2 separate regions of the Mus musculus genome follow, and region 2 is linked to region 1. Evidence: chromatin contacts called from public HiChIP or PLAC-seq data. All regions are on one chromosome and are shown on one strand. Each heading gives the region's core, a stretch centred on a gene start, on an enhancer-like site or on the middle of the called end of the contact. The rest is flanking DNA. Distances are from core to core; before and after follow the strand shown.

Region 1 (5,902 bases), core at 3,141-5,640:
CTTCCCTTGTTAATCCCTCCCCTTAACCTTCCTCTCTGCCTAGCACCCTGCCTGTTGGGCTTTTGGCTCACACAGGAGAAGAGAAGCCCCTGAGACAGGGAGGCCCCTTTACTTCCTGCTGCTTCCTCAGAGCCCACAAGGTGACCTGCCCGGAATATTTGTTGAATGACTATGTTTGTTGAATGGATATTTGTTGAGTGGATAGATGAATTTGTAGGTGGCTAATGTATCCTAATTGAATTTGTTATTTTAGTTCACCACTTTACAAGCAAGCAAACAGACTTTTCGCTCAATCTTAAACGTGGAGGAGATTAGAGGAGAAACATGTAAAAAACATTTCTGGTACGCGCCACCTCTGTGTAATAGCATCCTCTGGCCGTTTTGGCTTTCACCACAATTGGGGATAGATAAATCATATATACTGTGACATATGCACATTTATAAGCATCAAGGACATTTTCCTATAGTGCCATGGTGTCTTCGCATACCACATTCAGATGAATTCGTTACTGCAAGTGCACATATTTCCTGCGTTCCCGTTATCTGATTACTTCATGTCTTTTCCAACTACTTTATTCCAGCCAGAATCCAATAATCACTAATCGAATTTCAGGGGGCCTTTTGTTTGTTTTCTGAGACATGGCCTTGCTATGTGGCTCAGCTTGCCCCCAAACTTACAGGCCCTGTGTCCCAGCCTCCTGTGTCCCATTACAGGTGGCCCTGTGCTGTGTCCTAGCCACCTGTACCCTGGGTACCATAGATGCTGTGCTGTGTCCCAGCTCCTGTGTTCTATTACAGTAGGTGCTGTGCTGCGTCCCAGGCTCCTATGTGGTGATGTGCACATCACTCCTGGTCTCACCTGCTCTCATCCATTACACCCTTTGAACAATTTACACAGCGTCCATCTCTGTCCACGCTGTGTCATCCCTTTCTCCGTTTCCTTCAGGACTCCACCTCTGTAGCCCTGTAATGTGTTTCACTGTCTGGATTTCTTCCGATATTATTATTAGTTGTTCCTGTCTGCTTGGTGTTTCCTACAACCTGGAAGTGAGTTCTGAAGGCAGTGATTGGCTGAATGGTATTCCCTCCTATCAGCCCTTTCTTTGGAGTGTGGGGAGCTTTGGGGCACACTCCTAGTATTAATGGGGAAAGGGACACTTTTTTATCTTACTTTGAAAGTTCTAACATTTGCGTGGTCCTAATACCCTGGAGGTGTGACTCTGGTTAAGGGGACTCACTGTTCTTGCTGAGGACCTGGGTTAGGTTCCCAGCATCCACAGTGTGGTTCACAATTGTCTGTAACTCCAGTTCCAGGGGATCTGATGCCCTCTTTTGGCCTCCATGGGTACTGTAAACATATGCTGCACAGACAGACAGACAGACACATACACCAAAATGATAACATCTTTTAAAACACCTGGATCTGTTTTGTGCAGACCTTTTTGGAAGGAATCTACACAGTTCTTGAACCATCCCAAAGCAAGGTCCCAGACCTTTGCACATGGGCATGGCGGCCTCCTCTGAGCTTCAAGACCCCCCCTTAGAACTGGGCTGGAGATTCTGGGCTGAGCACTGTCTTTTCTGTTGTCACCCTTAGGACAAAGGAAAGCAGCTTAGGGTGCCACACTGTTTCCCCTTTGCAGGTGACAATGTCTAGCTGCCTTTACATGCCAGCAGTGTGTCTTCTACAGATCAAAATTAGACACTTAAAGTGAGGGTGCTTTGCCTTCTGAGACTTCTGCTTGGGGCTTGTTTCCAGGTTGGGTAATAAATTCCAGTGTGGGGCAAAAGGATAAAGATGTAAGGGTGATGGTTTTTCTTTTTTCTTTTTCTTTCCCTCCCTCCCTCCCTCCCTCCCTCCCTCTCTCCCTCCCTTCCTCCCTCCTTCCTTGCTTCCTTCCTTTGCTGTTGCTCTGTAGACTGCACAGTGCACTAGATAAATAGGAACTCTAGAGCTGGAGAGGTCCTCTGATGTGTGCCACGATAGAATTGGTTTAGAAAGTAAACGACGGTCTCACCTTGTCTCTTTGGATCCTAGTGTATAATTCTTAAACTGTAAACATTGTTAGTATCTTACTCTGTTAGGGCTGGGCAAATGGATTCCTCACAGTTTGGAGACTGAGAATTTAAATGTGTGTGTGTGTGTGTACACGTGTGTGAGTGTCACTGAGTGAAGGCCTCTTTGCTGGTCACAGAGGACACTGCAGAGTCCGTAGGGAGTGCTGTGGATATCAAATAGCAAGAGGCTTCTAAAAGGTGGCTGGCTACCTTAGCTTTTATTACAGACCTGACCTACTTTTGTGATAACTAACTCACTCAGTGACCCAGTAATCCACTAATGGATTAATCCATTTGAGAGGGCAAAGACCCCTTGACTCAGTCATACCTCAAAAGTCTCATCCCAAAATACCATTAATGCGTGAATTTGGGAATTAGGTTTTTAATATGTGAGCTCTGGGAGACAGAATTGAAACCACAGTACTCCATCTATTATTTTGCGTGGGTTCAGATGTACCAACTCTGTCCATCTGTTAGGATGTAGGGAGCACCTGAGCCACCCAGCAGTGTCTTCAGGAAACAGCACTGTCAGTGGCTTAAACCTCAACTTATCAGTCTGTCCCCCCACTTCTTACGACACAGGAAACCCAGGATCCGTTCATGCAGTGGCTCGGGAGGCACACAGATCCTGAAGGAATCATAAAATCCAGCAAGCTCTCCCTTCAGTTTGTTTCCTCCTACACATCTGAAGCGGAGATCACCCCGTCTTCCATGCCTGTGGTCACTGACCCAGAAGCCTTTTCATCAGAGCACTTCAGCCTAGAGACCTATCGACAGAATCTGCAGACCACGCGCCTTGGGAAAGTGATTCTGTTTGCAGAAGTGACCTCCACCACCATGAGTCTCCTGGATGGGTGAGTTCCAGCCGGGCCTGGCCGAGGTGACTGCTGATGTCTGTTCTCTGTACCCAGGCAGAAGGGACAGGTCTGCCCATCATGTGAATGAGGGGGTATAGAAGGAAATCCTGCCCTCCCCAGCCCCTTCCCCCCCACCAGTTCCCTGCTCCTCCCCTCCCCATCCCCCGTCCCCCTCCGCCTGAGCCATAAGAAAGGAATTAAAAGAAGCGCTTGGATCAGAGCTCATGTTTTACACGCAGCTTTTGTGGCTGGTGTTATTTCTTTAATCAGCCATTTCAAAACATCCTTGAAGGAAATTATGAAAAATAGTGCAACAGGTGGCTGTGGCCAGGTGACTGTTTCCTTTGTGTAGTAATCAGTGTGAAACATCTAATCTAGGGCATTCTGCAGGGTGACACATAACTGGGCTAAATGGAAATATGTTGAGACCTTGTGCTTTGCTTTTCTATTTCTATTTCTATTCTGTGGCCTCTGTTTGGAGTTAAAACACCCAGCTTCTCTGTATTGCAGCTGTAGAGCCAAAACCAGGTACTTCTGTTTGTGTGGCATAAACTTCACCAACGGAGCCATTTCCCCCTGAGGTGTCTGTGGACCCAAGTGAAGGCTGGTCATTTCTAAAGTGATGGACAGAAGTCTTTTTTTTTTTTTTTTTTTTAAAGATTTTATTTATTTATTATATGTAAGTACACTGTAGCTGTCTTCAGACACTCCAGAAGAGGGAGTCAGATCTCGTTACAGATGGTTGTGAGCCACCATGTGGTTGCTGGGATTTGAACTCCGGACCTTCGGAAGAGCAGTCGGTGCTCTTAACCACTGAGCCATCTCTCCAGCCCCTGGACAGAAGTCAGTGTTTCAGTCTAAGAAAAGTATTTGGAGACCTGTGTTGTTGATATGTTGAAGCCCCAATGTCCATAGGATTCTAAGTCACTTGTACAAGAGTGCTCTGTCCTCACGCACACCAGAAGAGGGCGCCAGATCCTGCTACAGACAGTTGTGAGCCACCGTGTGGTTCCTGGGAATTGAACGCAGGACCTCTGGAAGAGCAGTCAGTGCTCTTAACCACTGAGCCATCTCTCCAGCCTGAGACAGTGACTCTTTAGGAAACAGTAGCTTTTTTTGTTGCTTTCTTACTCTCTTTAGAGGCACCCTTCTGTTACTGTAAATCTAGGGAGATTGGGAGATTTCTCACCTGACAAATGCATTGGCACTCATTGTATTTTCGCTTTCGCTGCAAAGCCCACCTGACCGCCCCGCAGCAGCAAGGTCCACATAACCACTGTGTTGCAGCAAAGCCCACATAACCAACCGCCTAGCTGCAGCAGGAGATGCTGGGAGCCTTCGTTTGGTCTCTGGGTGTGACACTGGGAGTTATGATGACCCTTCACCTTCTGTCCCAACCCTGCGACTCTACTGAGCCATCAGTAGAACAATAGGAATTAGAATTGCTTACTGATTACTCGAGGCAGTCAAAGGGCATATGGCTGTCCCTTCCAAAAACAAAAAGTAAACACTTGCTGTGTGGGCCATGCGTCCACAGTCATTAGAGTTGGCCACGCCGGCCTATTTCTTGGGTTGGACAGGTCATTTTCTCTGGCTTATCTTCCTGGCCACGAGTTTTACCCCGCTCTGTTGTAAGGGGAGAGACTTCTGGATGTATCAGTCTATGTTGCTGGCTCCGTGGGAGTCCAGAGGCCTTTATTTTTCTTTCTGTGCTATTTCCACGTTCAGTTAGCTCAGCTGTTGGGTAGAGTCCCAAGATATGGGATCCAGGCTGCGTCTGGCCCAGCGAATCTCCGAGTGTTCCATGGTCACATCCTACAGCTGGGCCAGGGAGCCGTCTGCAAATGTGGTGCAGTCTACGTGTGGATAGGCACAGGACCGTCCCCATCACCGGAGAAGCACCTCCCAGTGCTTGCTTTAATGGGGGTACCTAGGGAGCCTGTGCGTTCTGTTTACTGGTAAGATGAGGGCCCAGCCTGCTTGTGAGGATAGCCTAAGGCCACAGAGCCCTTGATCACGGAGTGACCAAATCATGAATCATTGTTATTTTTGGAATTGTCTTTTCTGTGAGTCATAGACTCTTTCTTGATTGACTTAGGCCAAGTCTCTGTCAGATACTGAAATGGCTTACTTGTGAAGCCATCCTGGACCGAGCCAGCTGTATGTGAGTGCTAGGTGGGCTCGCCAAGAGTTGGGGTATTTTTTAATCCGTGTAAAGAATAATTTTGATTTTCCTATTTAATGTTTAATTACCACTGTTTAAATCCCTGGATTTTTCATGTTTGCCTACAGCACTATATGAAATAAGCCAGGCACTGTGTCCACGAGTTTACACTACCTTTGCCTCAGGACAGGTTCCCACAGAGTCCCAATAAAGGACTCTGGTGACAGCATAGTTCATAAGATGTGCTGCTACTCGTGGTCTGGAAGAGGGCACGGTAGAGACAACGCAGTTGTTTCCGGGGGTCCCCGAGCGTCTTTTGTGCAGTTACGGCTTACTGAGGCTCGTAGTCGATGGGGAAAATGTTGGGGCCATGACGGCATCTCCAATGGCTCTGGGACCTTGGCGACATCCCCTCCCTGAGCTGTGAGGACAGGGACGTTGAACATCAGAAGCTGCCCTGGCACCCTCACCAGCTTCATCTGACCTAAGTGTTCCCATGTCAGAGCTGCCACCGGGCACGCTTGCTGTTTCTAAGTAACCGCCTGTGGTTCAGAGGGACAGAGGTTTTGCGGATCATGCTGAGGAGGAGGGGACGTTTGTGAGACTCCGCTGCAGAGGGAAAGGAAAGAAGCCATTCCATAAGAACCTTGAAAATCTGCCTTTGGACGTCATGTCTAGTAACTCATGTCTGTAATCCCAGCACTGAGGAGGTTGAGGCAGGAGGACTACCATGAGTTCAAGGCTAGCTTAGGCTACATGTGTTCCAGGTCAACCTGGGCTACAGAGTGAGACCCTGTTTCCAGAATTTTTATGAATTTTTTTT
Region 2 (5,098 bases), core at 1,663-4,162, 110 kb after region 1:
TAAGAGCTATTTGGGCTGTGCAGTGGTTGGTTGTGGCCGCCCCAGAACATCTAAACATCATGAGCAGCAGGGTCCTCAAGAAAGAAGCTATGTCACTTCTGTGGGGTTCTAAGGAGCCAAGCACAGTTAGGTGCTCCTGTGAGAGGAGAAACAACAGCCTTGGGCACCGGGCTGGGGTCAGGGTGGGGGTGGCTCAGCGCCTTTCATAGAGCAGGAGCTGCGAGGATAGCCATGAGGTCATGGCTGGTAGTCAATGGGAACCTCAGACAGGGAAGGAGAGGCTTCTGTGTACAGAAGACTGGGACACAGCTGAACAGCAGCCAAGCAGAGGAGGAGCCTGAGGAGGGACTGAGAAGTGGGCTCTGAGGCTCTGAGGCTCTGGGGCTCTGGGGCTCTGAGGCTCTCGGGCTCTGGTGGCTGCTTCCAGCTGCAGGCACCTGCTCTCCTGCTGGAGATCTCGATTAAGCAAAGCACACTCTAACCAGACATGGAATGAGTCAGGGGATTAATGTCACTCACAAGCAGTTCCTAGCTGAGAACGACAGGGACTGCCATGTAGAAGTGCTGGCCAATTTTTCCTCTTTTACCCCATTAACTCAGAGGCATACGGCTCCCACTTGGTCCCAGAGCACCCCAGGACTGAGGGCCAGCTGGGAAGGCAGCAGCCAGTGAGGTTCCTATACTTTCCTTTTGAGACAAGGTCTCATGTATCCCAAGAGATCACAAACTCTCTGTATAGATAAGGATGCCTTCCTGGGAGTCATAGACCTTTAATCCTAGCATCAGAGACAGGGCCAGGCAGATTTCTGAGTTCAAGGCTGTCTGGTCTACAGAGTGAGTTCCAGGACAGCCAAGCTACACAGTAAGACCCTCTCTGTCTATCTGTCTGTCTCTCTCTCTCTCTCATGCATGAAAGAAAGAGAGGGGGGGAAGAAAGAAAGAAAGAGAGAGAGAAAAAAAGAAAGAAAGAAAGAAAGAAAGAAAGAAAGAAAGAAAGAAAGAAAGAAAGAAAGAAAGAAAGAAAGAAAGAAAGAAAGAAAGAAAGAGAAAGACAAAAGAAAGAAGAAAAAACAATGCCTTTAACTTCTGATCCTACTGGGACTGGAACCCAGGGCCTGAGATTCTGTGTTACCATCAGACAACTCCTGTCAGAGTTCCCTCTGATCCTGTTCAATATGTGAAGATAGCAAACTTCCTATGAGACCCCTGGCTTTCACACTCATACACACACCTGTGCATATATAACTTTACATATGTGCATAAACATAGACACACACACACAGAGAGATACACACACATCCATACACACACACACACACACACACACACACACACTTTCTAACTCCTCATCTCTGTGTGCCAAGGGGCCAGGAATCTGGTCATGGCAGGGCTCTCTGTGAACTTGGAGAAAGGAGAACAGCCCAAATGTTATCCTAGTCACTATCCCCTGGTCACACCGCATAGCCAAGAGGACAGTGCAACCCCTGGATCTGCCAGCCACCTCCAGGGACACCAGCAAATGTCCTCTAACATCTTTAGCTGACCCAGGCCACACCTGGAAGCCCCCAGCTTGCCCAAGCACCTTCATCCTACAAGTACCTGAGACCTTCTGTGTGCCTGAAGGGGCTAGAGGGTAGAAGGACAAGATATTTCATTCCACCCAAATTATTCTCTGTATTCCTGAAGAAAAGTGCCATTTTTTTTACACACCCTTCTCCAAACCCTGAGGTCCTGAAACTGCCTCCATGGGTAAATCAAATCCTGCCCCCTGTGCTAGAACAGAAGATGTCTCTGGCATCCCAGTGGAGCAAGACTCAACTCTGCTGAGGGTTGGCCACAGGCAAGTGCATCACCGTCTCTGAACCTCAGTATCCTTAAAAGTAAAATGAAGATAAAGATCTCTCACTGGTTGATAGTCTACGTTGTTGTTTCTTCTTCTTCTTCTTTTTCTTCTTCTTCTTCTTCTTCTTCTTCTTCTTCTTCTTCTTCTTCTTCTTCTTCTTCTTCTTCTTTCTTCTTCTTCTTCTTCTTCTTCTTCTTCTTCTTCTTCTTCTTCTTCCTCCTCCTCCTCCTTCTTCTTCTTCTTCTTCTTCTTCTTCTTCTTCTTCCTCCTCCTCCTCCTTCTTCCTTCTTCCTTCTCCTTCTTCCTTCTCCTTCTTCCTTCTCCTTCTTCCTTCTTCCTTCTTCCTTCTCCTTCTTCCTTCTTCCTTCTTCCTTCTCCTTCTTCCTTCTTCCTTCTTCCTTCTCCTTCTTCCTTCTTCCTTCTCCTTCTTCCTTCTTCCTTCTTCCTTTCTCCTTCTCCTTCTCCTTCCTCCTCCTCCTCCTTCTCCTTCTTCTTCTTTTCTTCTTTCCTTTTATGTATTGGAGTACACTGTAGCTGTCTTCAGACACACCAGAAGAGGACATCAGATCCCATTACAGATGGTTGCGAGACACCATGTGGTTGCTGGAAATTAACCTCAGGACCTCTGGGAGAGCAGTCAGTGCTCTTAACCACTGAGCCATCTCTGCAGCTCCTTTACTTAATTTCTTAACCCAGTGCCTGGTCATATGTATTAAGGGTTCTACCCTGTTCTTGAACTAATATTGTTGGTATTCATAACTGGAGTCCAGATTCCATAGATTAGCTGGACCTCCAAGTCCACAGTCTAGAACCCAGGGCCATTGAGGTCTGACATTGTCACTAAGACCATGCCTGTAAGTGGTAGAGAAAGGCAGCAGGGGCCATCATTAGCAAGAGGCAAAAGGAGTCACACTGGACTTTATGATTCACACATACACCAGCCCCAGGCAACAGGAATGTCCCCTCCCTGTTCTTAGTACCTCCACCCTGATCAGCTGACCCTGGCCAGGTGGCTTGATACTCACAGAGGTGGTGTGCATATCGGAGGTGGAAGGTGTCACAGCCATGCACATGATGGTACAGTGTCTTTTCGATCAGGTCTTGTGGCTCATAGCCCGTAAGCTCTGTCACCCTGTGGAAGGATGGTTGTTCCGTGAGTCAAGCTGCTCTTAGGCAATTTCCTTTGAACCAGTATTTGCTTTGCCAACGAATCAAGTGTGAAGAGGCTCAGGGGTGGGGAGGTGTTGGTGTTGGAATGATCTTTTTTACAGGAAGAAAGTCTTTGAATCCTAGCTCAGGGTCGTCTGTAGAACTGGGAGTGAGAATGTTCGGGAACCACCGGCTAGCAGCACGTTTGGGATGGCTTAGCAATGGAACTTTTCTCGAACCCTGCCTATCTGTGGGCACTGAGGGGAAGGCTTTGATCAGACCACTGACATAAGCTGTGTGATGGGGAGAGCCACTCCGGGGACCTGTGGGGACTGTCCTTTGTGAACCTGTTTTGTTCTCTGCATGGCCTAATGCATGCGATCCCCCATCTCAGACCTCCAGTGCTGAGGTTAGAGGCTACATCACCATGCTTGTATGTGGCTCCTGGGAATCTGAGCTCAGGTTATCATCCTACACAGCAGACACTTTGCCCACTGAACCATCTCCCCGGCTCCTTCGTTTGTTTAATTCTAATAAAATAGACATCCCATAATATTTACTATCTTGCCATTTTATGTGCATGGTCTAGTGAATTGACCATGTGCACTTACAATATTCACACTGTACCATGATCGCCTTCCCACACCTTCTGGTTATCGCAAACAGAAACCCCTCACCTGCAAAACATCACCTCCAGCCCTCCTTCCCCCATATACCACCAGGCCTTCTGTTACAGACCCTTGTCCTCCATTCAACTTCCTGTCTCCCTGAACTTATGCCTTCCTTCATACAGGATAGCATGTTTAAGGGCCATTTCCCTTTGTAGCACATGGCAGAGCATTCCTTTCTGGGACTAAATACTATCCTCTCTCAAATAGATACTACGCTCTGTGTTTTGTTTATCCCTTTGTCTGCTGGTGGGTACTGAAGCTGTTTCCACTTCTTGGGTCTGGGTTGGCTCTTTAAATCACTGTTCTACATCGGGTACTGTCAGTCGTGGTGGTTGGTCTCCAGATCTTACAGCCGGGTGGTTCCTACCAATGAGAATCACAGGATAACTGTTTAAGCCTGGTATCCATGAGGGATTATCTACAGACCCCCCAGAACACAGCGCCACGGCTGCAAATGTTCGGGCCAGAAGGTGGAAGTGCTCACTCTCCTCAGGAGTGGAAGACTTTCCCAAGTGTGCCTGTGACATGATCCCTCTACTCTCAACAAGTCCCAGACATATTAATTTCTCACGTCAGCGCTTTGAAGAGAAATGACTGTCAGCAGCTAAGCCCTCATCAGTGCCACACTGGGCTGCCCCTTCCATGGGTGAAATTGTGTGTGGCGGTGGTATGGCTTCACAGACTTGGCCCAACCAAGCTGGGAACTGTGTCCTTAAAAGAGGTAGGTGGCCCTAAGCATGTTGGTGACAGATATTTAAGAACAGATGAAAGAGCAGAAGAAAGGGTTCCAATAACAGTGTGGCAGCGGGAAGAAGTCAGCTCAGGAGACGGTGGAGTGGTGGGGACAGTAATGAAGAAGGCTGGCACTGAGGGCCCTGCTTGAGAGTTGCGAAACACTAGCCACAGACAGAACCGGGAAACGTGACCCCATTTTTATTCTTTAATCTGCTCAGACCTGGATCATACATCTTTCAGAGACTCGGATTTCCTTGGAATGGCTCTCCAGTTGCATGTATATTTCCGTTGATGTTCCTCTAAGATGGAGAGGGAACAGGGTTCCAGGTGAGGGGGGTGGGGGAGGCACTGGCTCCTGCTCTGTTTGTTCAGGACTCTAGAGATTTCTCCAAGGGTCACTAGAACTGCAAACCCAGTCAAGTCTAACTGGGTGGGAGGAAAGGTAAAAGACAGCTGTCTGACTCCAAAAACAGCCCAGGTATCTCTGCAGCATAAACTGAGAGACTCCAGCCCCTGGACCATTGGACTAAATCGGCAAGAATACGAATGTGGTTAAAGAATCACGCACGTACCATGTTCTCAACAAACCATTGAGCAACATTACAAATTAAAGGCCAGGGAAAGGGCTTGGCAGGGTGCCCTCCTGGGTTTGTTCAAACCTCCAGTGTCTGTAAACCTGTCAGAGGGATGTGCCACACCC

What was found. HiChIP or PLAC-seq counts read pairs in DNA pulled down with a chosen protein or histone mark.
Region 2: an HNF4G HiChIP or PLAC-seq map of pancreatic cancer cells shows a contact between it and region 1. The contact joins two enhancer-like sites. A contact is called at or near these places in 4 of 484 Hi-C or Micro-C datasets (the N1E-115 cell line, embryonic stem cells and trophoblast stem cells), 7 of 115 datasets of contacts at active chromatin or transcription factors (the HPC-7 cell line, double positive thymocytes, embryonic basal ganglia and 4 more) and 2 of 9 other capture datasets (adipose tissue and liver).

What each region holds. Positions count from the first base shown.
Region 1 is chr16:94,228,074-94,233,975 of GRCm38.p6, reverse strand. Hlcs (holocarboxylase synthetase (biotin- [propriony-Coenzyme A-carboxylase (ATP-hydrolysing)] ligase)) reads left to right here. Exons shown (of 11, transcript NM_001360045.1): 6 at 2,641-2,912. Among named protein-coding and RNA genes, the nearest start is that of Hlcs, 59 kb to the left of the region's middle. Within about 2 kb of position 4,390, at least 74 of the 459 cell types and tissues checked have an H3K27ac peak or open chromatin away from gene starts, as enhancers often do. A contact at or near this core is called in pancreatic cancer cells and trophoblast stem cells, where this site is marked.
Region 2 is chr16:94,112,800-94,117,897 of GRCm38.p6, reverse strand. Sim2 (single-minded family bHLH transcription factor 2) reads right to left here. Exons shown (of 11, transcript NM_011377.2): 7 at 2,869-2,975. Among named protein-coding and RNA genes, the nearest start is that of Sim2, 30 kb to the right of the region's middle. Within about 2 kb of position 2,912, at least 15 of the 459 cell types and tissues checked have an H3K27ac peak or open chromatin away from gene starts, as enhancers often do. A contact at or near this core is called in pancreatic cancer cells and trophoblast stem cells, where this site is marked.